2 separate regions of the Hordeum vulgare genome follow, and region 1 is linked to region 2. The links are chromatin contacts, called in public Hi-C maps. All regions are on one chromosome and are shown on one strand. Each heading gives the region's core, a stretch centred on a gene start, on an enhancer-like site or on the middle of the called end of the contact. The rest is flanking DNA. Distances are from core to core; before and after follow the strand shown. Region 1 overlaps LOC123441522 (autophagy-related protein 18h-like). Region 2 holds the start of LOC123441485.

Evidence for each region. A called contact is a pair of places that touch in the nucleus more often than the background predicts.
Region 1: a Hi-C map of leaf shows a contact between it and region 2, with 4 times the contacts expected there. The contact joins the enhancer-like site here to the promoter of LOC123441485 in region 2. A contact is called at or near these places in 5 of 6 Hi-C or Micro-C datasets (leaf and seedling).

The regions. Positions count from the first base shown.
Region 1 is chr1H:416,326,709-416,329,421 of MorexV3_pseudomolecules_assembly, reverse strand. LOC123441522 (autophagy-related protein 18h-like) reads left to right here. Exons shown (of 9, transcript XM_045117923.1): 8 at 1-71; 9 at 175-719. The coding sequence ends at 179. Among protein-coding and RNA genes, the nearest start is that of LOC123441522, 8.7 kb to the left of the region's middle. Within about 2 kb of position 1,276, at least 1 of the 3 cell types and tissues checked has open chromatin away from gene starts, as enhancers often do. A contact at or near this core is called in leaf, where this site is marked.
Region 2 is chr1H:416,225,787-416,228,552 of MorexV3_pseudomolecules_assembly, reverse strand. It overlaps LOC123441485, which reads left to right and starts at 1,456. Exons shown (of 9, transcript XM_045117901.1): 1 at 1,456-1,985; 2 at 2,222-2,290; 3 at 2,595-2,651. The coding sequence starts at 1,689.

The DNA of each region.
Region 1 (2,713 bases), core at 27-2,526, 100 kb before region 2:
GAGAGAGAAGCCCGAGGAAGATGGGGACAACGACGACATGCTTGGAGGGGTTTTTGCCTTCAGTGAAGAAGGTAAATACACTACTCATAGATGATAGAAAGGTCATAACTGAACTTAATTGTTGGTGATTGTACTTCTATGCTTGCGCTGATCTCTGTTCTTTCTTTGTGGCAGGTTGAACTTACAATACCGCTTTACTTGGGATAGATAATGGAGAACAGTTGCCACAATATTCAGTGTGCAATATTATGTAGAAAATGGTGGAATTCTAGTAGGTTTCCGTGGAATAAAGTCATGCCGCGTTGATAATCTAATGTTTGGTACATATTTGAAAGGTGAAGCATGCTTATTTGCCGGAAGAGTTCACTCTGAAGCTTGAGACGAAGATCCCTCCAGGCAATTTACTAATCCGCGGAAGGAAGGGAGTTTGGTGTTTGTCGAGAAGCCGCCACTGCCTGCCACGACACTTTGCCTTTTTTCTGTTTGCTTTGTACATACTGTAAGACCCATTTGTTTCGTGAGATACACTTCTGGGACATTGGATGGTCTGAAAGCCCGGCGAGCCATATTTGTTGACTGCTTCCTGCCAGGGCCTGTGAATGTTCCATGTTTATTTGTACATACTTTCTGTTTTATTAAGAGAAAGGAATGCTAGCAACGATTAATGTGACATAACTGTATAAACATTCAGTAAAAGATTTCTGTTTATGAGGGCGGTATGTACTTCCTTGTGCTTGTGTCGCATGTTCAGAAAATGACTGCTGCTAGGATGGATTTTAATTGCTATTACTCCCTCCGTTCACTATTGTAACACGTTCTGATTTCTTATGAATTGGATGTATGTAGACCGATGAACCATTGGAAACATTTTAAATAGTGAAGTACTATGTACAGTAAAAAACACCCTTATATTATGGCTAATTTTTTTTAATATTGCATTTTTTTTATTCTTTTTGAAAAATAATGCACCGATTTGAAATTTTTCAAAAATAGGCCTGCCTCGGCCACTGCGAAGCCACTGTCGGCCCTGGCGAAGCCGATAAGGCTATCGGCCTGGGCGTGGCCGACTAGTGGCCACTAGCCAGCCCGAGGCAGCCCCTTCCTCTTTCTCCCTTCTCCCATTCTACCTTATCTCCTTTCTCTCTTTCTCCTCCTTCCTTCTTCCCCCACCCAAAAAACCTTCCATTTCCATTTTTTGAACCGTACATTTATTGTGTAAGGAGGAGGGCATCCAAACTATCCGTCTCACTCGCGATGGGGTAGTTTGTGGTGTTTGTTTTGAAGCTATTTTTGGTGATAGTGGTGGAGATTGAGGTGGAGGTTATAGTGGTGGTGGTGGTGGTGGTGGTGTGGGTGAAGTTGGTTGTTTTGGTGGAGTTGGAGGTGGTGGTGTGGGATTATTCTCGGTGTTCGTCAAGAGTCGTTCGTCGTTCATCGTTTCTGCGCATGCTTCAAGGGAAAAATATTTTTGTAGATTAGTGTATTAAGTAGTTTATAAACTTTTAGGTGCTCCAGTAGATTAGTATAAATTTAGTTGTTTAACTAGTTTTAGGTGGTCCGGTAGATTAGTATAAATTTAGTTGTTTAACTAGTTTTAGGTGCTCCGGTAGATTAGTATAAATTTAGTTGTTTAACTAGTTTTAGGTGCTCCGGTAGATTAGTATAAATTTAATTGTTTAACTAGTTTTAGGTGGTCCGGTAGATTAGTATAAATTTAGTTTAGTAAATGAAGTAGTTTAATTATTTTTAGGTTCTCCGATAGATTTGGAAAATATATTTCGGTTTGTCGTTCTTCTAATTTTTTTCCTTGTTGAATAATATGTTAGGTCAGCAGAGATGTCTGATTTAGTGACGTTATGTTTGCACTATGGTCGTGGTACCGTTCAAACAAATGAGATGGGAGCTGATCTTAGTGAATTTCAGTACAGAGAGGTGCAGGTGTCCGCCCCTAAAACATGGTTTGTTAGTTAGTTGACAGAATAGCTTGCGCGATGTTTAGGGTTCAATACTGAAACACACACTGTCGGTGTTCATGCATTATGGACCCGGTCCACTGGTAATATTTTCTGGTATTTGAAGCATATAGAGCGGGACGACCAGTGGGTGCGCTTGTTACAATCTTGCGAGCATAGGGGATGTCATCCTGTGGCCTTCTCCCCGTGCTAAAGCCGGTGACTGAACCTGAAGTGGAACGTAGCTATGAATATGGTGAGAGCAGTGTAGGGATGCATGATTCACAGTCAATTCATGCGTCCCATGCTGGGGATGATGTTTACGAAGCAGGCCAGAGTAGTCAGGCAGAAGGGGGAGATGCAGATGATTATCTCAGTGGTGAGGCGGATGCTGACGAGATAGATGGGCACATGCAAAACGAGATGAATGAAGAAGATATAGCGGGTGATATTTCCGATGAATCCGCCGAATCAGATGGAGAAGAGCACGCACATGAAGTGCCTATTCCTGCATCACGGAATCAGGACTTCTCATCTGCAATGTTGGTGAATGACGGTCATGATTCTGCCTGGCAGTATCACCAGAACAACATTGCAACAGGTGCCCTCTACCCGAACAAACAAGCTCTGAAGGATGCCATCCTTAATTGGGCAATGTCCACTCAAAGGGTATTTGTAGCTCAAGTTTCTTGTCCGGATAAGTTGACAATGGTTTTTAGAAATCAGGGTTGTCCCGCAAGGGTGCATGGATATCTCCCTAA
Region 2 (2,766 bases), core at 207-2,706:
CATTCGGAGGTCCGTTTGGATCCGTGCGGAATAAAGTGATGGCTCAACGCGCGGCCTCATTGCCAAAATGCGTCCGCGTCGACACATTTTCGATCCAAATTTGGGACTGGAATGCATCGATCCGGACGCGAAGCGGACGCCCGCGCGCCCTCTCGTTATCCATCCCATCCACACCCGCGGGTCGTCCAGCTACCCGCAATCAAGTTAATTAATGACGGCCACCCTTCACGGGCCCACGCGTCAGCGACCGCGGTCGGCCTTTTTTAATCCGAGCGTGCGGTGGGGTTCAGCCTCATCTGCTTCCAGAACCTTCCATCCCCATCTCGCCACCTCTTTGCTCCTTCATCAGCGACCAAACCCTAGCCAACAGCCATGACCGGCTCCTCCCAAATCAAGGGCAAGTCCCCCGCCTACCCCCTCGCGATCTTCCCGCCGGCCTCGCGAACGTGTTAGCGTCCCCGTGCACCAAGCGCGGTGGCACTAGGAGCACCGCATCCCGCTGTCATACCCGGGCGTGACCCTCCCGCACCACTGGCATCTGGATCCGGAGAGGATCTCGGTGTCGGCCGTGCCTCGGTCGGTGCGGATGCACGCGGAGGAGGTGAGTCGTCGGCAGCGGCAGCTGAGGCCGAAGCAGGGTTGAGCCGCTGCTTCGACATATGAAGCTGGAACGGGAAGCGAAGGAGGAATGACTAGAGATGGAGGAGCAGGAGCACCCCCGTGCTGCGCTACCCGCCGCCACCAGCACTGCCCGTGCCGACACAGCCCGTCCTCGACATTAACGTCGTCTGGAACAGGACGTTCCCCTGGGCCGGTCCTGCGTCGACGCTGACCGACCTCACCGATCCCGACACCGACGACGAGGACGCCTAGGGCAGCGTTTTTAATGTTTAATTAATGTAATGGGAACGCATGTACCCTCACCGGTCTTCGTGGCCGGTGGCCGGCTTTAATATTTAATTATTGTTTGTTTTTATTTTTAAAAATGGTTTGCATTTTTTTTCGCATGTCGTTGAAATGAATCGGGTCATTATTGCACGCATGCGCCGATCCAAACGCGAAAACGGATGTCCGTATCCGTCGGACCGACCGAAACAGATAAAAAACGAATAAAATTACCGTCTTTTGAATCGACCGGTTGGAGTTGCCTTTAACGCGATGTGCTGTGCATGATGAATCAGCATCAGATGAGCCCTGCATTACCAAACGTGCCGAAAAGCCGTCGGAATTACTAAAATACAGCTCCAGCAATCCATGCACCGGCGCCGGAGTAACGGAGAGGCGTCGCCCGCCCGGATCCACACGCTGCCTCGCCGAAACGCGGGGAGCCTTATTATCTATCCACGACCGAGGCGACCCCAGACGCGGGCATGCACGCACGCGTCCGCCCTGGCTGTGGCTGCACATCACGCACGCATCGGCGTCGAGAGCGACGAGGGAGGAAGCCTCCAAAGCCCGACCCAAAGCCCATGGCCTCCCGGTCGCAGCCACCACCACCACAGAAACCCCGCGCTCCCTCCCTCCCGTGATCCTAATCCCCCGCGGCTTACCTTCTCCTAGATAACACTTCCACCATGCACCGGGGCGAGACGACGAGGGAAGCAGAGGGAGGGAGAGGGAGGATCATCAGGCGGCGGAAGTAGCACGGCACGGAGGTGCCGGAGCCGGAGCCGGAGCCGAGCCAAGGGATGTCGGACGAAGGGGAGGACGCGCCCGTGGCGGCCGTGGCGGCGGGGTTCGGGCTGCCCGAGGAGCTGGCGGCCGTGCTGCCGGCGGACCCGTTCGAGCAGCTCGACGTGGCCCGCAAGATCACCTCCATCGCGCTCGCGTCCCGCGTCGGCCGCCTCGAGGCGGAGGCCGCGGGGCTCCGCGCGCAGCTCGCCCAGCGCGACGACGCCGCCGAGGACCTCCGCGAGCGCGTCGAGCAGCTCGAGTCCGCGCTCGCGCTCGCCACCGACCGCCTCAGCCGCGCCGAGGACGACAAGGTAATGAAAGTTTGTCTCCAACTAATTGCTGTGCTAGTGGAATCAGCCAGTGCCGGTGGCTTCGTGAGCCCGGCTTTTGCCGATAAGTGGGTCCAGGCCACAGCTTCCGGTCTCGCTTGTCAACCAATTCGGCTTTCTTCATATGTAGTGTTGCCTCTCGTAGTATCGTAGCTGTTTGATCAGCGATTCATTGCAAAAATTGTCAATTTGATGTTTCTCTGCCCTTTTGGTTGCAGGAGACACTGCTGAAAGAGAAGGCGACGCTGTCAAACACGGTCAGCAAGCTCAACAGAGATGTCGCCAAGGTAACATGATTGCAAATTACTCCCTCCGTTCCTAAACATAAGTTTTTCTAGAGATTTCACTGCGGACTACATACAAAACAAAACGAGTAAATCTATACTCTAAATTATGTCTATATACATCCGTATGTAGTTCCTAGTGAAATCTCTAAAAAAGAATTATATTTAGGAACGGAGGAAGTATAATATATGCAACTGAACCAACTCATTAGCATGAAAATGTTACAACTTCCGTGTAGAGAGATTTTGTTCTTTATGATTCAGGCCCTAAAGATTGTGTGCTTTGTTTCTGTGCTTGGTTACCCAGTTGGAAGTTTTCAAGAAGACGCTTATGCAGTCACTTCAGGAGGACGATGACAAACCCGTAAGTGGCCTGTATTTACATGTTATATAATGGTCTAGTTACTGCAAGAGCACAACAACGACTCTAGAATTCTTCTCCTGATTTCTCTTAAATTTCATCTGCATAGCAAGTGATT